Linked DNA regions of Sus scrofa: region 2 is linked to region 1. The links are chromatin contacts, called in public Hi-C maps. All regions are on one chromosome and are shown on one strand. Each heading gives the region's core, a stretch centred on a gene start, on an enhancer-like site or on the middle of the called end of the contact. The rest is flanking DNA. Distances are from core to core; before and after follow the strand shown. Region 1 holds the start of LDLR (low density lipoprotein receptor). Region 2 holds the start of PRKCSH (protein kinase C substrate 80K-H).

Evidence for each region. A called contact is a pair of places that touch in the nucleus more often than the background predicts.
Region 2: a contact with region 1 is called in a Hi-C map of epiblast stem cells, with 2.3 times the contacts expected there. The contact joins the promoter of PRKCSH here to the promoter of LDLR in region 1. A contact is called at or near these places in 1 of 47 Hi-C or Micro-C datasets (epiblast stem cells) and 1 of 2 datasets of contacts at active chromatin or transcription factors (alveolar macrophages).

What each region holds. Positions count from the first base shown.
Region 1 is chr2:69,827,107-69,829,806 of Sscrofa11.1, reverse strand. LDLR (low density lipoprotein receptor) reads right to left here and starts at 1,424. Exons shown (of 18, transcript NM_001206354.2): 1 at 1,213-1,424. The coding sequence starts at 1,279.
Region 2 is chr2:70,096,076-70,098,775 of Sscrofa11.1, reverse strand. PRKCSH (protein kinase C substrate 80K-H) reads right to left here and starts at 1,352. Exons shown (of 18, transcript NM_001244598.1): 1 at 1,261-1,352; 2 at 744-851; 3 at 429-545; 4 at 1-30. The coding sequence starts at 819. CCDC151 (coiled-coil domain-containing protein 151) reads left to right here and starts at 1,749. Exons shown (of 13, transcript XM_005654766.3): 1 at 1,749-2,177. The coding sequence starts at 1,940.

The DNA of each region.
Region 1 (2,700 bases), core at 175-2,674:
CTAGCAGCCAATGGATAACTAAGGATCCTGCACCAAGCAGCCTCTTGCCCAAACCTAAATTTCAAACCCTCTAACACGAAAGGTCGTCTTGTAGGCAGCTCGGCTGAACCCATTTATCCTCTCTGAACAAACAAGGCAAGCTGAGGGGTCCATCCAGTCCCTGATACTCAGTCCCTGCCCCAGCACGGCTGGAGGTCTCCGCGAAAGTGCTCTTCGCGTCCGCTCAAGGAGTGGTATTAGTTCCTTAGGAACAGTTTCAGCCTGGAGAGGAACCGAAGCCTTGAGGGTGTCCCGGGCGAACCCAGCGAGGGCAGCCGCGAGGACAAAGTGCGGACAGAGGCCACGCCACCGATCGCAGAAGAAACCGAGGCATTCGCCGACGGGGCCCAGGCGCTCAGCAGGAGCCTCGTCCAGGCTCATGGAGCTTCTCCAGGGGCCCAAAACCTGCTCCCTCTTTTGTGACAGGAGCCTGGGATGAACCCCAGGAATCTCCTTCGACCTCACCCAGAACCAGGTGCCGCGGCGTGGTACCCCAGCCACGCCCCGCGCCGCGCGCGCTTCTCTGCCGCCATTGGCCAAGGGGAGTGGCTCGAGGCTCGCCTGTTCGAGTAGTGCCCAATAGCAGCCCGAGGGCGGGCCCGCGGGGCTGAAGGCGGGGCAGGAGGCGGTGGCCCGGGGCGGAAGCGTGGTTCCGGGACGATTCTGGGTGCCCTCGGCTCTGTTCTGGGAGCCAGCATCCCTTTCGGACAGCACAAAGCTAATTGGGCCGCCGTCGTAACCCCTGCAGGCGAAAAGGATGCAGAGGGAAGGATCCGGGGGAAGCGCTCGGCAGGGACCTCGAGGCTGAGCAATAGGGTTTTGGATCACCCTCACCCTAGAATAACTCTGAGAGGGAGAGCTCTCTCCCCACAGGGGTGGAGATCCGCGTACCGTGCTCTAAGATAAGGGGGACCTGCATCGAGTGGAAACTTGTGGGAAAGCCACACCATGTTTTCCCTGACTCCCCCAGAGCCTCCAGACCCCCTAAACTCTCGCGCCCCCCTTAGAGCCCCCTCCAACCACGTAAGAATGACTTCGTGCCATTTTCCCACAAGTCTGCCAAGGATACAGTGATTTTTAGTTCTCCACCCCCTAAAAAAAAAAATTACTAAGAGGCTCCCCGAGTTCGGGAGCTAACCTCCAAGCCGCGAGAGCTTCTGGAGCCAGACTTACCTGCAGCTGCCACCGCAGCAATGAGCAAGGCGACAGCCCATCGCAGGACCCAGCCCGTGGACTTCATGCTTCCAGCCTCCGCCTGCAGCTCCCTGGCCCGGGCTCCTGTTCACTGTGTGCGCTCTTGAAATCCGGGCTTCGCGCGGCCCGGACGCGACTGCACGCGGGGCCCCAGTCATTTGCAGCATTTCAATGTGAGGTTTCTCGTAGAGGGAGGAGTTTGCATGGGGTGATTTTCAAATATCTTCACCTCACTGCAAGAGGAGGAGTTTCGGGAGGAGGAGTTTCGAACGGCTGATGTGACATGGGATCCTTAACCCGTGAAGCCCTGACTCGGATTCCAGTCTTTTCCAAAGCCGCTCTGGGATGGGCTGCTAGATGTGTCGATTTTGGTGGCACAAGAACTAAGCCCCCGACCCCCAGCCCAAAATGGAAACGCGCGTCAGCTGAAGGGTATCCCTTAAATTTCTCTCAATTTTTAATTGTTACATCCTCTTTGGTGTCCAAAGTTAACATCCATCTGTCCTTCCAAATGGTTTTGGCCAATGACATCTCCCCTCTGACTAGAAATATTGGAAACTTACCCCCCACACACACCCCCTTCTCTACTTGGCCTTTTCCTTTCTAGGAATTGTTTATAGATTTTAACCATTTCGTCATATATAGTTTTAGAGAGTTCTTCCACATCGCCCCATAATCAATGAGAGTTAAATAAAATCATCTTGAAAGAACGCCCCAAAACTGATTTTGTTTTATGGGATCCAGCGCTCAGATGAATTTTGAGCAAAAACATCTCTAAAATCAACTGACCCACTACTTGGGGTCTGGATATAAATATTGATTTATCCTTTTAGGAGAAGGAGTTGAACAAACAGAGAAGCCACTTCCTCTCCTCTGAGCAAAATCAAAACAAAATAGAGCTTTCAGAGCTGAACCTGATTGCTTAGACCACAGAGGGCTGTTGGAAAACAGCTTTTAAGAATCAGGGAGTCTTCAGTGTTGCCGCAGCTACACAGCTGCCGCTTGGATTCAATCCCTGGCCCAGGAATTTCCCTATGCTGCAGGTATAGCCATAAAAATTTTTTTCAATAAAAATACATGAATGAATGCACAAAAAGCTATGGAGGAGAAATCTCTCAGAGTACTAAGGAGAGTTATCTTTGGGCAGTGACATTTTTTGTTTACCTCTATTTTTCTTGAGCTATCTATATTGTTCATGTATTCTCACCATGCTCAAAAATAAACCTTTTGAAACTAAGAAAAAAATAATTAAAATAATTAAAATCATAAAGATTTTCTTCACATTAAAAAAATAAATAAATCAGGGAGTCTCTTTTGGGATCCATGCACTTACCAGCGGCCCCTTGCCAAAAAAGCCTCCCACAAAGGGTCTGGCAGTTTTGGAGGTTTACTTCAGGAATGAGCAGAGATCTCTAAGGTTTTACAAACTGAGCTTAGCTGGGCAAACTAACCTTTCAGCAGGCTTAC
Region 2 (2,700 bases), core at 103-2,602, 270 kb before region 1:
GGAAGCTGCCGTTGGGACAAGCAGCTGTGCCTGCAGGGAGAAAGAGAGCGAGGGTTTGTGGAGTGTGCTCAGAATCCGGCGTGTCACATCCACCATGTACACAAAGAGCACGAGAATAACTGATGCCAACTAAGGGGAGAAAACAGAGTTGCACACTCGGGCCTGAAACAAAACTCTCCACTGCTCCCTCCTGCCTCACCAAGGCCCTCAGAACAGGGCCCTGCCTACCCCCTCCCCCTCCCATAGTGCCTAGGGCTCTCCTCACCAAGCTGACCACTAGCTTGCTTGGGTACCTGCTTCCCCTTACTCATCGCCGAGTTCTGTGAGGATAGGATGGGGTCTGTCTTGGTCACTGCTCGGGACCTGGCACTCATCAACTGCCTAATAAATGTATGATGACTAAATAAATGAATGAAAAGAGAGCTCACCTGGTTCATCTGAGCCATCCTTGCAGTCACAGTAGTCATCATTAACCTGATCAAAAGGAATACTGGCGGAGCCATCCAGGCACGTGAAAGGCTTGGACTCGTCGTAGAAGTGATGATCTGGGAAGGGAGTCAAGGCGCTCAGCCCACGGCAGGAAGAAGCCCTCCGGACCCAATGGCACCTCTCCCCACAACCCACCAGCTGAGCACTGCCGCCTTCCCGCCCAGCGACCGCGACCCTAAAGCAGAAGGCTCTAAGTGCCTATCCCAGGAGCCTCCCACAACCTATCCCCACCTCTAGCCAGGTGGCCAACTCACTGGTGAGGGAGACGCCCCGGGGCCGCTTGACCTCCACGGCCCAACACATGGGCAGTAGCAGCAGAAACAGTAACATCTCGCTGGAGGCTCTGAAGCCGGAAACGGGTTCTGTCGGAGGAAGGAAGCTGCTGAGAGATGCGCTGTGCCCCCACGCTGCAGCGAGAAAGGGGCGGCTCACTGGGAGAGGAATACTTCCAGCTGAAGGAAGACACCTCTCCCTCCAGCCAACTGGATTCCTCCATCGCTTCCGGGCAATGACGGCTCACTTTGCTTCCCACAGTGGGGGCGTGGGGGGGGTGTCTCCCCAGTCCTGCCCAGTGAAGGGGAGTCTCACTTGGCCCAAATCAATGGTGGGGGAATCACAAAAGCTCCGCTCCCTATGGGTGGGGGGAGGGGATTCGCTAGCCAATTCCCGCCAATAGCCCGAGGAACAGTCGCCCCATCTCCCGAGGAACACCCTTAGGCTGCCCCCAACAGGAAACAGGGGTGCTCTCCCACCCAGTGGTTCACCACCTACACGAGGCTGGGGCAAAGGTTAATATCCACCGCGCCCCCTAACCCAGCAGCCAACGGCTCCTCCTGCAGAAAGAAAGCGGAAACGTGTGGGATGCGTCACTTCCGGCATCACGCCGTGCTCCCTGAACGGCAGCTCCCGGTCGCCATATTGGGAGCGGCAAGGGACGGCCGGAGCCGAGACGGCCATCTTGGATAGGCCTGTGAAGCCTTAGAAGAAATCGTTCTGATGGTTCGCGCTTAATGGCGGCGCGAAGTGCCTCCATCTTGGGAGTGGCAGTTCTACAGTCGGACCAGAAAGTTCCTAAAAAATGCCCGTGAACCCATCGCGGGCTTAGGGCGGGCTTAGGGGTTGAGGGGTGGGAAAGAAAAGGAATAAGCACATGACACAAAAGTACCCCCCACCAACTTTCGGCAGAAAGGGTCTGCTCCGCCCCCGTTGGGACCGCCCCTCCACGCAGCGTGCGTCAGCCAGTGAGAGCGGTGGGTGGAACGCGGGCGGTTTCCATGGGAACACTGGAGGAAGGAGGGGGAGATTACCTAGCAACCAGGAGATGCCGCGAGGCTCAGCCAAGCGGTCGACAAGTACGTTCCCAGAGCCGAGGAACCTGAGCTGACAGATCCCCAACAGAGGCGATTCCTAGTAGACCTAACTCTTTGCGGTCCTCGGCCTCAACCCAGTCATGACGTCTCCCCTGTGCTGGGCGGCCTCCGCCAACGCCATGCCTTCTCAGGACCAGGTTTCAGCCTCCTCCAAAGGCAGGGGCAATCAGGCTCAGGCCAAGGGGCATCCCCAAGGCAAGGGCTCGGTGCAGGCCTGGCAGTCACTCCATTCCAAGGCAGGACCCTTCCATGCCAGCGAAGGGAAGTCCACTGTGCACACGCAGGTGGCTGAGTTACAAAGGAAGATTCAACTATTAGGTAAGAGGGCTCCAGAGGGCACAGAAGTGTCAAGAGTCACCAGCTCATTGGCCTGGCATGGTGTGACTGGAATGTTTCACTGGCATTCATCCATGTGGCCAGTTTCTGGAGGCAAAAACTCATACTTCCTTATGGTTTTCCTCATCTCTCTTATGAAACTTTTCCTGAGCTCAGAACTGACTGGACTGCATTTCATACTTTTATGTGATTTCAACTCTTCTATCATGCATGGGGTGGTGAAAAACAGATTCCAGGGCCAGATTTTCTGGGTTCAGATCCTGGCTCTACATATACTAATTGTTTGACCTTCAGGAACTAAGAGTAATCTAATTGCTCCCAGGTTGTCCATTCATAAAAAGGAGATAGTAACCGTACAAGCCAATAGTTGAAATGAGTAAAGGACTTACAACGGTGCTTGACACATAGTAATGCTATATATTGTAAACCAGTGGTTCTCAATGGAAAAGGGCTGTTTTGGTTCCCAGGGGACATTTGGCAATGTCTGGAGACATTTTGGTTTGTC